Linked DNA regions of Ovis aries: region 1 is linked to region 2. A link is a contact called in public Hi-C data. All regions are on one chromosome and are shown on one strand. Each heading gives the region's core, a stretch centred on a gene start, on an enhancer-like site or on the middle of the called end of the contact. The rest is flanking DNA. Distances are from core to core; before and after follow the strand shown. Region 1 has its middle 18 kb from the start of CLDN23. Region 2 overlaps LONRF1 (LON peptidase N-terminal domain and ring finger 1).

Region 1 (3,012 bases), core at 271-2,770, 420 kb after region 2:
TAGCCCACCAGGCTCTTCTGTCCATGAGATTTTCGAGACAAGATACTGGAGTGGGCTGCCATTCCCTCCTCCAGGGATCTTCCTGACCCAGGGATCGAACCTGCATCTCTTATGTCTCCTGCATTGGCAGGTAGGTTCTTTACCCCTAGTGCCACCTGGGAAGCCCAGAGGATACCACAGTTAACTTTATTTGTGTTTTGTTTTGGCTGCTCTGTGAGGCTTGTGGAATCTTAGTTTCACAACCTGGGGCTGAACCCAGGCCCCTACAGGGGAAGCTCAGAGTCCTAACTACAGGACAGCCAGAGAATTCCCTACAGTTGACTTTAAAAAGAAGCTCACGCATCCTGTGGTACTTCATCCTGAAAGGCAGGTTAAGGCTTTGTTCTCATTTTCACAGCTGAGTAAGCCGTGGCCTGGAAAGTGTACGCAACTTAAGAACCCAAAGTGACAGAGCCCCCGAAAAACGTACCCTGTATTTTGAACCCAAAGGGATTTCTGAAGAATGATACTCCGCCTGTTTCAAGGAAGCCTTAGCAAACTCTGATATAGGCACTCTGGTTTATAGTTTATAAATCACCATCTGCTGTCTTTATCCCTCTCCCCCATCCCCAGTTTAGTGACAAAAGGCCACATCTGACAGCGCATTTTGCTGCAGCTAAGTCACTTCAGTTGTGTCCGACTCTGTGCGACCCCATAGACGGCAGCCCCAAAGGCTTCCCCTTCCCTGGGATTCTCCAGGCAAGAACACTGGAGTGGGTTGCCATTTCCTTCTCCAATGCATGAAAGTGATAAGTGAAAGGGAAGTCGCTCAGTCATGTCCAACTCTTAGCGACCCCATGGACTGCAGCCTACCAGGCTCCTCCATCCATGGGATTTTCCAGGCAAGAGTACTGGAGTGGGGTGCATTTTACTCCCTGAGATTTACTGACACCTGCTGACAAGTGGAAGGATAACGGGGAATAAAGAAGTTTTGTAAAAAAGGCTGTCGTGCTGCTGTGCAAAGTGAAGCCAAGGGAAGCTTCACACAGGAGAGGACGATCATGGATGTAAGAAAAGCAACAGCCTCCAGGTCTCCGACCAGGTGGGTGAAGCCAGAGGACCCCCAGTCATGCCACATAAACACCCTAATGTCCCGTCAGGTGGTCTGGCAGGAGCCATTGCGAGTCCTGTGTTCTGGATGATGTGTAGCAGGAATTAGTTTCTAACAATGCAAGCAGTAAAACTCACTGGTGTAACCTGAGGAGACTATTGCAAGCCAGTTCCTCACTTTCCTATAGCACTCAGGTGGGACACATTCTAGAGTTAACCTAACTAAATTCTCATTAATACAAGGTGTGTTTATATTAATAACAAATATAGTAAGTAAGTAAAGTCGCTCAGTCGTGTCCCACTCTTTGCGACCCCATAGACTATAAACACACACTAAAACGCCACCCCTTTTACCAATAACAGTTGGATCTGAAGACAGCAGTGATAGCTGAACTTTTAAGAGAGTCAAGTACCACTTTATTCCAGTAGGTGGAACCAGAGATCAGCTGATATATACTGCAGATCTGTCATCCTGGGCCTTGACAGGTGTTTTCCAGGTTTTTTTCCAGCTCTTGACAAGCTTTACATTTACTGGGATCAGTGAAAAGGTAGTTGGGAGCTCATATCTTTGCCTGACAAGACCACCTGGGATGAAGCGGGCAGATGGCAGCGGTCCTGACCTGCAGGAAGTCAGGTGGGTAGCAGTCAGTGGGGGCAAGCATGGAATGAGGGTTGGCTGTGCTCAGTGGGGTTTTCAAGATCCCCACAAAAAGGCTCCTGGGGATAAGCAGCCAGTGTTTGGCCATCTGCCACACTTAAGGGGGCAGATTATAACTGTCCGAGTCAGATCCAACACGTATGGCCCCTCAACTTTTCTGGCTTTTCCCTTGAATCCCAAATGGGCATGGTGAGTAGGGGGAACGGAGCAGAGGGGACAGACCTGGGGAGGGGAAATGCTGTGAGTTAAGTGTGTGGGTATCATTTTGCTCTCGGTCTGTGTAATATCTGAAAAGGACGAGGAATGCTGTGACTCAGAAATCCATCCAGAGACAGGAAGAACAGCACTAAAGAAAAGTGTCACAACCCAGTGTTGAGAAAGAATGGAGCTGGCCTCTGCCATTTCCATGTAGAGTCCAGCTTGGATATGGGGCTTTGGGAGGTGGGCACGGTGGTCTCTAAAGGAATACCCTCTCCTAGAAAGTCTTAGTGAATTTTTTCCCTTGTGTAACTTGGAGGTGGTTGATGGATTATGGTGGCGGAACTTGTTCTGCAGAGATAGTCTGGCTTTTATTGTTCTCTAGCTTTGAGGCATCTGCCAAGCATATGGAGAACACAGGAAAAGTCATGTTTCACATCCTGTCACAAAAGGGTAAAATGAGTTGTTGTGAGCTGAGTATTTTGCACCTTGCCTGGTACACTGTAGGCATCAGACAAACGGCAGCCGCCGTTGTCTCTTTATTGCTTGGTGGTGGTGTTCTGTCTCTAAGTCCTGTCTGACTCTTTGTGACCCCAAGGACTGCAGCACGCCAAGCTCTTCTGTCCTCCACTATCTCTCAGAGTTGGCTCAAATTCATGTCCATTGAGTCGGTGATGCTATCTAATCATCTCATCCTCTGCCGCCCTCTTCTCCTTTTGCCTTCAATCTTTCCCATCATCAGGATCTTTTCCAGTGATTTGGCTCTTCGCATTAGGTGGCCAAAGTACTGAAGCTTCAGCATCAGTCCTTCAAATGAAATGCAGGGTTGATTTCCTTTAGGATTGACTGATTTGATCTCCTTGCAGTCCAAGGGACTTTCAAGAGTCTTCTCCAGTACCACAATTCCTTATGGAAGACACCATAAAGATACATAATCTCAATTTTATAGTAGGCAGAATAGTTCCTAAAATTTACTAACATCTTTAGCTTTACCTATAATTTGAAATTCCTCTCTCTGAATGATAACATTTTTTAGAAAGTGGTTTTTCATTACGGGGATAAAAGTG
Region 2 (2,841 bases), core at 80-2,579:
AACCCACTCCAGGGTTCTTGCCTGGAGAATCCCATGGACGGAGGGGCCTGGTGGGCTACGGTCTGTGGAGTTGCAAAGAGTCGGACATGACTAAGCAACTAACACACCCGCACACATTCAGTGGTTCCCAAATCTTAATCCATTTGATCTAACTGTAAGCCAGTCACTGAAATTAGCCAACATAAGGCTATGGACCCTTCCAGAAAGTGAAAGAAAGGAGGAAGGAAGGAGTGTGCATGTGAGATTCCTGAATTCAGTTTTATCATCACTAACAAACTGAATATGAAGACAGAGAAGTAGCAGTGTGGCAACCTACAGAAACAAATCACGGAACAGCCTAACATGCTAGAACACATCTAAGCAAGGACAACAAAGAAAAAATGACAAGGTGAAAGGTGGCAGTAACTCCTTGGGCAAGCCAGTGAGTGAAAGAAAAACATACTTCTAGTTCCAGGAATGTTTCCACATCAGTAGAGCTAGAGGAGACTCTGGAATTACCTCTTGTATTCAAATGTTGAAGCCCAAGACAGGGTGGTTAAGGGCCAAGTGAAAATAGACATGGCGATAACCAGGTCTCTCAGTGTGCAGCCTTTGATTGGGTTCCTCTGAAATACTAGAGCCCATTCTAAGCCCAGGCATGTATGTTGCTGCTGAAAACCTAATGCAAATCCAATTTCTGTTCTTCTTTTAAGTAAGCTAGATTCTTACCTGGGCACTCCAATTTTTTAATAACTTCCTTGTTCTCTCAGTATGAAAAATAGTTGAATTCTATTCAGAGTTTCAGAATTAGTATTTCATTGTAAAGTTATCAAACGGTGCAATCAGTGCACACATATATATACACACGTGCATCTTTCCATATGTGCATTTTTCTTTTCCCTTTTTTTATAATTACTTGCATGTTAGCCCACTGATATTCTTTCATAGATCTTTGAGGCTCTGTTGTGCTTCCCTTTCTTTCCTCTTTGTGTTTCAGTTGAGATCATTTGCTTTGATATGTCTTCAAGTTTGGGCATTGGTTTGTGTTGAGGGGTTCACTAAGCTATTCCGTAATACTTGGAGTATTGGCATCCTCTTGTGTGACTAAGGGGCCAGCAGGGGCCTTGAACCACGAGCGTGTGCTCTGCACAGCAATTTGGAGTCACAAGTTCCTGACATGACTGCTGATAAAGTCTCTCCTGCCTCCTAGCTTTCTCCACTTGTGCCCAAGAGCCCCTGGAGCTTACTTAAACCTTGCTGTTTATGGTTTGAATGAACTGTGCCTTAGCCCAGGGCCTGCAAAGCACTGCGCCTGTGGACCCTAATAATGGCACGCGCCCCCGGTCCTCTGCAGCTGGCGCTCTGCCTGCTCCCGCCTCAGCCGCTCTGCGTGGCCCCCGGAGGCTGCCATGGACCTCCGCCAGGACCTGTGAGTAATAACCTTCTCTGGTTCACTTTCCCTTTTCGTCTCTCAAATTATGGCTCATCCTTCAACTCAGTACCCGAGGCTCTACTTAACAATTGTTAATTTTTAACAAAAAACAGTTTGCTGGAGGCCTTTTGTTTGTGTTGGTGGTTTATGCTTTCCCAGCTGCCTGGGTTCATATCAGTGGATGACTTTTCAGGCTTACCTGAAAAGGCTCAGGTAACCTCACCAGGCTTACCTTACCTGCCTGGTGAATAAGGGGGTTTCTCTCTTATCCTGGGCCCCCTCGGTGGAGATGCCCCACTCCATCATGAACTCTGAAGATGGCTCTGTTGGTTTAGTATGTAGAGGATAGATTTCTATTGTTTAAAGCCACTCAGTTCGTGATGCTTTGTACCACAATCTCAGGACATTAATACATTCAGTTCAGACTGACAACAAGAATTCTGATGCAAAAGCCATGTGGAAGTGGGTTTGAAACTGGCTGAAAACTTCTTTTAGACACAGTTGATTCTAGTAACTAGAGTTGGGAAATTTGTAGGTAAAATTGCCAGAAATGAAGAAAGGAAGGGACTTAAAGATGAATCAACAGATGAGACTCAAAATAATTGTGCTTTGAAGACTCTAGAAGCATCTATTGGAAGATCCATTCAGAAGAGCCAGTGAAAGCGAGAGACACGGACAAGAAAATCCTCCTCCCACTGTGGAGAACAGGGAACTGTCTTGCACTGCTGGCGGGAATGTAAACTGATGCAGCCACTGTGGACAACAGTTGGGAGGTTCCTTAAAAACCTAAGAGTAGAACTATCATATGGACCCGTAATCCCACTCCTGGGCATATACTGAGAAAACCATTAGTTCAAAACGACACATGTACCCCAGTGTTCACTGAGGCACTGTTTACAGTTGCCAAGTCAGAGGAGCAACCTGAATGTCCATCAACAGAGGAAAGGGTAAAGACGTGATACCTAGACACAGTGGAATGTTGCTCGGCCATTAAAAAGAGTGAAATAATCGCATTTGCAGCAACATGGACGGACCGAGAGATTGTCATACTGAGTGAAGTAAGTCAGACAAAGAGAAATGTCACACAACATCCCTTAATTGCAGAATCTAAAAAGAAATGATTTCTGAAAAACAGAAAATAGACTCATGGACTTGGAGAATGAACACTGACGGGGGGAAAGGATAGTTACAGAGTTTGGGATAAACACGTAAACACTGCTATATTTAAAATGGATAACCAGCAAGGTCCTACTGTATAGCACAGGGAACTCAATGTTATATGACAGCCTGGAGCAGAGGGGAAGTTGGGCAAGAATGGATACATGTATATGTATGGCTGAGTCCCTTTGCTGTCCACCTGAAACTATCACAACATTGGTAATTGGCTATACTCCAATATAAATTTAAATTTTTTCCTTAATAAAAAAGGA

The links. A called contact is a pair of places that touch in the nucleus more often than the background predicts.
Region 1: a contact with region 2 is called in a Hi-C map of omental adipose tissue, with 2.1 times the contacts expected there. The contact joins two enhancer-like sites. A contact is called at or near these places in 7 of 16 Hi-C or Micro-C datasets (hypothalamus, mixed tissues, muscle and 3 more).

Annotation. Positions count from the first base shown.
Region 1 is chr26:23,862,116-23,865,127 of ARS-UI_Ramb_v3.0, forward strand. No RefSeq gene overlaps it. Among named protein-coding and RNA genes, the nearest start is that of CLDN23, 18 kb to the right of the region's middle. Within about 2 kb of position 1,521, at least 3 of the 54 cell types and tissues checked have an H3K27ac peak or open chromatin away from gene starts, as enhancers often do.
Region 2 is chr26:23,444,977-23,447,817 of ARS-UI_Ramb_v3.0, forward strand. LONRF1 (LON peptidase N-terminal domain and ring finger 1) reads left to right here. Exons shown (of 13, transcript XR_006058186.2): 13 at 1,190-2,841. Among named protein-coding and RNA genes, the nearest start is that of LONRF1, 53 kb to the left of the region's middle. Within about 2 kb of position 1,330, at least 6 of the 54 cell types and tissues checked have an H3K27ac peak or open chromatin away from gene starts, as enhancers often do.